3 separate regions of the Gossypium hirsutum genome follow, and all the other regions are linked to region 3. Evidence: chromatin contacts called from public Hi-C data. All regions are on one chromosome and are shown on one strand. The core of a region is the stretch at or near the end of the contact, and the rest is flanking DNA. Distances in the headings are between cores, read along the strand shown.

Evidence for each region. A called contact is a pair of places that touch in the nucleus more often than the background predicts.
Region 1: a contact with region 3 is called in a Hi-C map of leaf, with 2.1 times the contacts expected there. The contact joins the promoter of LOC107957144 here to the enhancer-like site in region 3. A contact is called at or near these places in 2 of 34 Hi-C or Micro-C datasets (both in leaf).
Region 2: a contact with region 3 is called in a Hi-C map of hypocotyl, with 2.2 times the contacts expected there. The contact joins the promoter of LOC107925808 here to the enhancer-like site in region 3. A contact is called at or near these places in 2 of 34 Hi-C or Micro-C datasets (hypocotyl and leaf).

Annotation. Positions count from the first base shown.
Region 1 is chrA12:40,536,280-40,538,979 of Gossypium_hirsutum_v2.1, forward strand. LOC107957144 (cyclin-D5-1) reads right to left here and starts at 1,383. Exons shown (of 5, transcript XM_016892578.2): 1 at 972-1,383; 2 at 799-885; 3 at 418-706; 4 at 196-332; 5 at 1-108. The coding sequence starts at 1,220.
Region 2 is chrA12:39,781,060-39,783,759 of Gossypium_hirsutum_v2.1, forward strand. It overlaps LOC107925808 (glucan endo-1,3-beta-glucosidase 1), which reads right to left and starts at 1,276. Exons shown (of 3, transcript XM_016856529.2): 1 at 628-1,276; 2 at 1-481. The coding sequence starts at 688.
Region 3 is chrA12:40,268,957-40,271,656 of Gossypium_hirsutum_v2.1, forward strand. No RefSeq gene overlaps it. Among protein-coding and RNA genes, the nearest start is that of LOC121211876, 14 kb to the left of the region's middle. Within about 2 kb of position 1,370, at least 3 of the 9 cell types and tissues checked have an H3K27ac peak or open chromatin away from gene starts, as enhancers often do. A contact at or near this core is called in hypocotyl and leaf, where this site is marked.

The DNA.
Region 1 (2,700 bases), core at 133-2,632, 270 kb after region 3:
AGGTGCATGATATACTGAAGAATAATTTGAGGAAACTACAGATTTTGGTGTCTTACAGATCCTCATCTCTATTTCATGCATCATATTATAGCAGCAAAATACATTTTCCTGTTATCAAATTCAATTGCATGATTGTCATTAGTATAGTGTTGAAGTCATATAAATAAGAGGGAAATATAACACAGAATCGCTCACAATTTCTAGAGATCCCCAGAATGAAATGAAATTCATCTTGAGCTCCATTGCTTTTCTTGTTAATCTTTTATCAGAAGAAGCGGCTAACACCGCAGCTGCAGCAATAACCGATGATCGATGATCTACCAAATTGATTTCTGCACATCAAAAAGATCTATTCGTAAACATAAGCATACAAAGCTAAGTTCATAACTACATTCAAAGCTGGATTTTTAGAATTACCTTTCATCATAAGCACAATAAGATGCAGAGCTTTTGAGACTAATCCTTTAGGTTTAGATTCACCATAAAATTTATGGATGAAGTAAGATAAATAAGCAAAGGGCGTGATTGTACTCATCTTCCATTCCAAAGTACTGACTACCAATAACTCCATTCTTTGAATCACTTTGTTTTCAAAGTGATCTTGTGTAGGATATTCTGATAAAACAGGTACTCTGCGCTCTTCCATTTTTGCTGCTAATGATAAACACGCCACCGACAACAATCGAATAACCCACAACTTCCCATCCTAACATCCAAAAATACATTGTTACAAACACAAACGAGAAACCTTTCATTTGACCATTGCTTGAACAATAAAAGAAAAAAAAAAGGGCTTACATCAATGGATTTCTTTGAGAGAAATCGATCCAAGTACATTACAGACAGATATGCTGTATGGATTTGAAACCCAAAGAGTGTTCTTGTCTAGATCAAAGAAAAAAATGTTTCATCGAACCATCCCTACTAAAAAGGAAAATAATAAATAAAGAAAAATCAGAAAAAATACAAACATTAAACATCCATTCAATAGCATTCAAGCGAGCACATTGCGGCCATTTGTTTCGAATGGTAATGGGATAATCAGAGATACAAGAAGTTTCTCTTTGAATCAACTTCTCAATATATTCATCATCATCATCCTTATCATTCAAGTAAAGATTTTCATCGTCTTCAGCTTCTGTTTCAGAAAAAGAAACTTCTTCTTCAGTTTCTTGAAACAAGAGATTAGAGCAAGAAAAGTAACTCTCAAACTCCCCCATTTGTCTGTGGACTTCAAATCTCAACCAAAAGAAGAAAAACAAAACATGGGTTTGGTCGTTTATTTCCTACAAGGCTACAACTAGTAGTATATATGTAGAGTGTTGAATACACGTCTGAGGAGATTAAGGAAAATCCTAGAGAATGGGGAGTCCCCAATTTAATTTTTTTATTTACTTTATAAATCATTTTAATTTTTATGGCGTAAAAATAAGTATTTTATATTTAAAATAATATTCAAAAGACGTTCATTTTGTCGAATAATTATAGAAATTTAAAACTAAAAATAATATAAAATATTAAAAATCAAATTGAGTATAATAAATAATTTAAAAAATCTAAAGAATCCAACTAAACCAAAATGACCTAAAAAGAGATTTCAGTTGTGAGGAGTGAAAAAGCGGGAAAAGAGAAGGTGATGATGAGAGTCGCGGTTTTGGTGCCGCCAAAATCAGCGGACGAGATATAAGAGAGAAATAGGCGTTATTTGGCAGTTACGGTGAGTGTGCACCGTAGGAAACTAATCATGCACCCCACTCTTACGCGCTTCTCTCCCTCAATTCTCTGCATCTTTTGGGAGATTCTGCTTATGTTGGTAGCATACGGGTCAAAGGTATTGTATAATTATTACTAAAGTATCCTATACACGGCCATTGTTAGTGGAATAATGAAACTCCTACTAGGTTTAAATGATGCCATAATTAAAATTTTAAGTATTGAAATTTTACTCTTAAATTTTATAAGTGATGAATTTATATTAGAATATTATTTGATAAATTAGTAAATATAACTATTAAATATAATTGTGATGTTTGATAAATATAAATATTGATTTTTAAAATATTGTTAATTATTAATTATTAATTTTATTAATATAATATTTATATTATTTTAAATTGTTTTAGATAAAAGATAAATATAGTATTTTGAATATCTCATTTTTAAAGAGATATTTCATTTTAATTTTTAATAAAATAAAACCGATTTAATACTTTTCTAGCTTAAGCGATAAGTACAACTTACTTATCTTATTCAACCTTATTTTTTACTGAAAATTTTATATTATGTAAAAGATTAAAATTGATTATTCAACACATTTGAAATAATAAATGCTAAAAAATTTCATTTTCAATGAAATGAAAATATTCAAAAATAAAATAAAAATTTCCAATGGTTTATCAAAGTGTATTATTTTTATTCCATGCACTAGAGATGAATAGAACAATTAAGTATAATAATATTAATTTAACGTATAATTTTGGTAAAAGTGCAATGGATGCCCCTATACTAAAAGTCTGATTGCATTTTATTCTTCTACAAAAAAAAATGAAGAACAAGAAGAAGACGACACATTAGCCCCTGTACATTAGGAAGAAAAGTACAAATAGATCATTCTGTTAAAAATTCCATTCAGCTGTATTACTAAGTAATTATTTGGCTTTTTTAAATTTTTTTTAATGTAAGTGATGTGGAATTAGAGGA
Region 2 (2,700 bases), core at 26-2,525, 490 kb before region 3:
AAAGAGGAAGACAAATTTGGAGAAGCAACAATGGAGTAAGTGGAGTTTGTATTTTGGAAGAACTCCAACAGAGATTTGACCACCTTCTTACCCAAATCATCAGTAAAAACAACAGAGTTTTGCATCAAACAATCGGAAGAAAAAACAGCCGACACTTTGATGTCTTTCTCTAGACCCCACCTTGTAAGAGAGTGATAAATGTTCTTGAGGGATGGTAGTAAAAAACCCAAACTGTCTTCTTCTCCTTTACCATTTTGACAAAGAATAGTATCACCCACAAGAATGGTAGTGATTTTGGCAGCTGGAAAGTGAGCTAAAGCATGAACCCTGACCCAACTCTCAGCCTTCAAAACACTGCTAGAAACCTCTCTGAGAACATTTCCATTCACAGCAACTGCTATAGGAACATCACCGTGAGGTAATGCATCCTCCGGAGTTGTGTCATAAAGCCTAAGGTATTCAATAGATTCTTGACCTGCGCCTGCAAAAGAAAAAAAAACGCATAAAAATGTTTTCAAGAGATGAAAAAGTAGAACAAAGAGAACCCACATTTTGAAATGAAGATGAAACATTTAGAGAAAACAGTATATAGGGTTTAGGGTTTTCAAATTTTATACTTTAACATACCAGTAAGACCCAGAAAACAGAGAAAGAAAAAGCAAGTGATCATTAACTCCATCTTCAACATTTTTTTTTCAACAATAATAAAGATCTGAAAATGAGGTTGGGTTGGGTTGGGTTGGGATGGAGTTGGAACAGTTGGGACCTCTTGAAAACTCTGAAAAACCCTTTAAACCCCACCCTCTGTCTCTCACTCCCTCCCTCCCCCTCTGAGTCCCCGTGCAAGTTATAAGAAGTGGGGCTTTGATCTTCAATGTGAACAAAAGAATATGTTCACCATGGATGGATTGCAGGCTTCAAAGTTAAAAAAACACAAAACTACCTATTTTTCTATATTCTTTGTCACCAAACTCAAAGAGTACAAGACCACAGAACTTAAAAGAACTGAAGGGTTCAAGCAAGTTATGCAGGAAGATATCTGCAAAATCTTGGTGCCCGAGATTTATTACAGTACATCCTCTCTCTTTTTTCTTTTAAAGTATTATTACTGCACATGTACATTGAAAGAGAAGGGTCATTTTGTTTTCCTACTGCGCATTGGGACGCGTGGGAAGTGGGAACCAATGAACATAAGGACTGTGAATTGGTGTGGGAAGTGAGCTTTTTTGCAGTCACCATTGCACCCCAAACATACTATAATGTATTTGCTACTCCTAATACAAAAACGACGCCGGTTTGGTTACACAGAGACAGAGGGAATGGAAAAGGAAACTGGTGGTGGGGTCCGGGACACATGAAGTGAAAGGAAAAAACAAAAATGGGTGGCAGAGTGTGGGGACGAGTGAAGGGATCAGACGGTGGAGAGCAGCTTCACGAGGAGCAATTTTTTATATTTGATGTGACTAGTATTTACTATTTCCTTTTATTCCAACTTTTTCTATGTTTTTTAGTGCTCTGACCAGCAGGCCTACTCATACATCGGGCTGACCAAAATTACTCGAAAATTTTTGAATTTTTGAATTTGGTTGTTTTCTTTTTATACGTTCAAATGGTTATTTGGAGTAATATATTACCAGCAAATTAATGAATTTAAAATTATTAAAATTAAAATATTTTTTAAACAGAAAATTAAAATATCTTTAAAACTTAGGTTTAGTACCAATAAAGGCTCATTTTTGAAATTATTTACGGAAATGGGCCGTTTTTTAAAATAGTAATGGGTATAAACTGAAAACTTAAAAACATGCCGATATGGATGCGTTTTAAGGAGATAATACAAAAAAAACGCATTCACATCAATATTTTTTTCCTTGTGTCAGGCAAAAGCACGTTGACGTGCACACGTTTTTGGCTGTGTAATTTCTAATGGGTTATTTGCTAATTAAGGCCTAGGTTTAGGGTTTTGAGGTTTGATTAGGGTTTAGGAAATTTTAAATTAGGGGCTTAGATTTTTAATTGTTTAAGAAATTTAAAATTTTAAATAATATTAAAAATTGAAATTAACCCTTACCATTTGCATTTGGTCAGCGGAGATATGTTTATCATCGAGATGAATTAATTGCCAGGCCATTATTAATACGATCAAATTTCTTAAAAATTAAAAAAAATTAATAATAATTCAAACAAAAATAAATCAATAAAAAATAGAGATCTTTGAGAGCTTTTTTGAGAAATTTAGAGAGATTTGGAAAAATAATGAAATTTGGTGTGAAAAAATGGGTTGGGGGTTTTATACTTTTTTTTTCCTCGGAGACCCAATGGTCAGATTTTTAAATGATCATTAGAGGTGACCATTGGGGGAAAACACAGCCAACAGCGTGTCTTCATTAGCACTTTTTAGTAAAGCGCTTTCATGTTAGCGCGCTTTTGCCTGACACAAGAAAAAAAGCGCTGACGTGGATGTATTTTTCTGGGTTATCCCCTAAAAACGCGTCCATGCCAATAAGTATTTTGGTTTTCGGTCCATACCCATTATTATTTTTAGAAACGATCCATTTCCGTAAATAATTTCGAAAATGAACTTTTATTTGTACTAAACACTTAAACTTCACCAAAACAAGATTTTGAGATTTTTTTACCCCGACAATATAAAAAATTAATTAAATATCAAAATGGTATCCTCATGACATTATTTATTAA
Region 3 (2,700 bases), core at 120-2,619:
TGAGCATAGATTTGGAAACTCCCACAGTTCATTTTTAATTTTGATTTGCATTTTTTGTTTAAGCTTATATTTTGAACTTTATTTGTTCAAATCTTCCCAAATTTTGGACAAAACGGTAATAAACAATGCAGGTATGAAAAAAAAAGGTTGGGATAAATCATGAGTAGACAAAGGCAACACAAAAAAGGTTGGGTTAGATAAAATATTTTGGCCGATGATAATAAAAGTTGGGATAGATTAACATTTTCTCAACTCTTCCTAAAAAGTTGGGATATGATTAGATTTTGTTAACACACAAAAAAAGTTGTTTAAAGGTACAAATTTAAATGATACAAAAAAAGGGGTCGGCGTAGTCCAAAAAGAGTCTTAGGCTTTTCATATGACAACACTTTTATATAGTTGGAAAAGGTATAACAAAAGTCAACATAGTATTGGATAAAGTCGACTCTTATTTAAGTGTTGCCTTAGACATGCATATCCCGACCCTTATACAAAGAGTTGATCAAAACATATGTCAACAAGTCTATCCTGACACTTAGAAAAGTGTCGGTCCAAAAGTGTCGTCTTAGAGATATTTTTTTTAGTGTACGTAAGATATAAAATAAATTTAAATACAATAAAATTATGTTACGAGAAGATTAAAACATAATACACAAAAAATTGAAATGAAAACTATATATGATTTATTCCTTGAATGAAATCCCTAAATATAAATAATGCAAATCAATTGGTGACTAATTGTGTAGATTAATATATAATTTAAAAATAAAAAATGCAAAGAAATTGAGTATGGATTATGAATCAAATAATTATTTAAATAATTTTAATTTCTAAACATTTTTTCCCAGTAGGTTGAAGACAAGTGCTATTCAACTCTTTTAAATATATGATTTATAAATATATTAAATTTAAAAACAAAATAAAAATTAAGTAATAATTTGTTTAAAATTAAATTATAGTGAGAAATTATTTGAATAGTTTAAAATTAAATCGTTGTGAACAAAAACTTTTTATAAATTAAATCATAATAATACATAATGTTAAAAAAACATAATTAGAATGCACACGAAAAACAAAATAAATGCAACATAAATAAAAATATATAAAAAAATATTAACTCATAAAAACATAATATGCATTTATTGGAAATAAATTTATAATAATAAATCTATAACAATACTTAATACAAAAACAAAAACACAATTTCTTTGAACAAAAAAAAGAAGAAAGAATATGCTATTCCTTTGAACCAAAAAAATAATCCACTATCCCGAAATAGAAATAGAAAGTAGCTTGGTCTGTTGGCATGAACCCAACAAGGAGTACACGTGGGATATGGGTTTGATCAAAGCTGGCCCCCGTCGTGATCGTCTAAAACGTCTTTAAATTAAAAAATTTGACGTCACCCGGACTCGAACCGGAGACCTTCAATGTGTTAAACTGACATGATAATCAACTACACCAAGACATCTTAAGTGTCCAATATCATATATTTTAAATAATAAAAAGTAATGTTTAAATTTGACTGTTTCCCTGTACAAATATTGAAGGTTATGGGTTATGAGTTTAACTAATTTTGATTTTATGTAATTTTGTATATATGTTTTTTACTTGATTCAAATTTTATGAATTAATAATATAATTATTTATATAATATTTATATAGTTACATATATAAATAATTATATTTATTTAATATAAAAATAAATTGATGTATTTATTTAAATACATACAATTAAACTGAAACAGAAATTTCATGTGTTTGATTGGACTAAATTAAAATTCATGCACTAAATTACATATTGAATCAAAATTTCGTGTATAATATTGAGATGTTTTGACTTGAATGGAGCAGTGATTAAAGCTCTTATCAAATATCTGTTTAGCATGGGTTTAAACCATGCTATCCATATCCTCTACTCTTAGTATTCTAAAGAAAAATGTATAATACTGAGATTTAACCCTAACACACTAATGAGACATGTTGTTTTAATGATACTTGGCATCTATGATTACCTTGATTCTTCTTTTAATGATACATATTCTAGTATGCATATAAGATTATAATTCTTAAAGTATATGAAAAATTAAAACTAAAAAAAAAAACCTTTGACATATTCTAGTATGAATTGTTCAGTGACAATTTTGCAAATTTTTGAAGCCGAATGAACAAGAAGTAAACTTTTTAATAGTTTAATGGTCTTGGGTGTAATTTACCCTTTAATTTATTTATCTAATTCAAATTTGATATTTAATGGCAAAAAATGAGTAGTGCTAAGAGTAGTTCCAACCACTTTAGGAAACAAAAATGAACAATGTAGAAAAAAGATATGCAGTTCAAGTTCCCTGCATCTATGAGGTCTTGCCCAAAGAAAATACCGACTATCTTAGCATCTTGTACAATAATTGCTTTCAAACTCTAACTCTCACCGATTTAGACTTCTCACTTTTGTACCTAAGATTTAGACAAGCTCCCTTTAAATTTTCCTATGAAAAGACATTAGTCAAGTCACACACTTAATCATTTCACTCAATGCACTTAAAGAAATGCTCCTCAATGAATAAGAATGTGCTTTTATTTCAGTACATTACCTATACAAGTTTTTAAATATATAAGCAATTGATACTTGCTAACATACTATATAAATTACAATCAATCTTCCCTCGAAATAAGTAGGATAATATGCATAAATTACCTTCA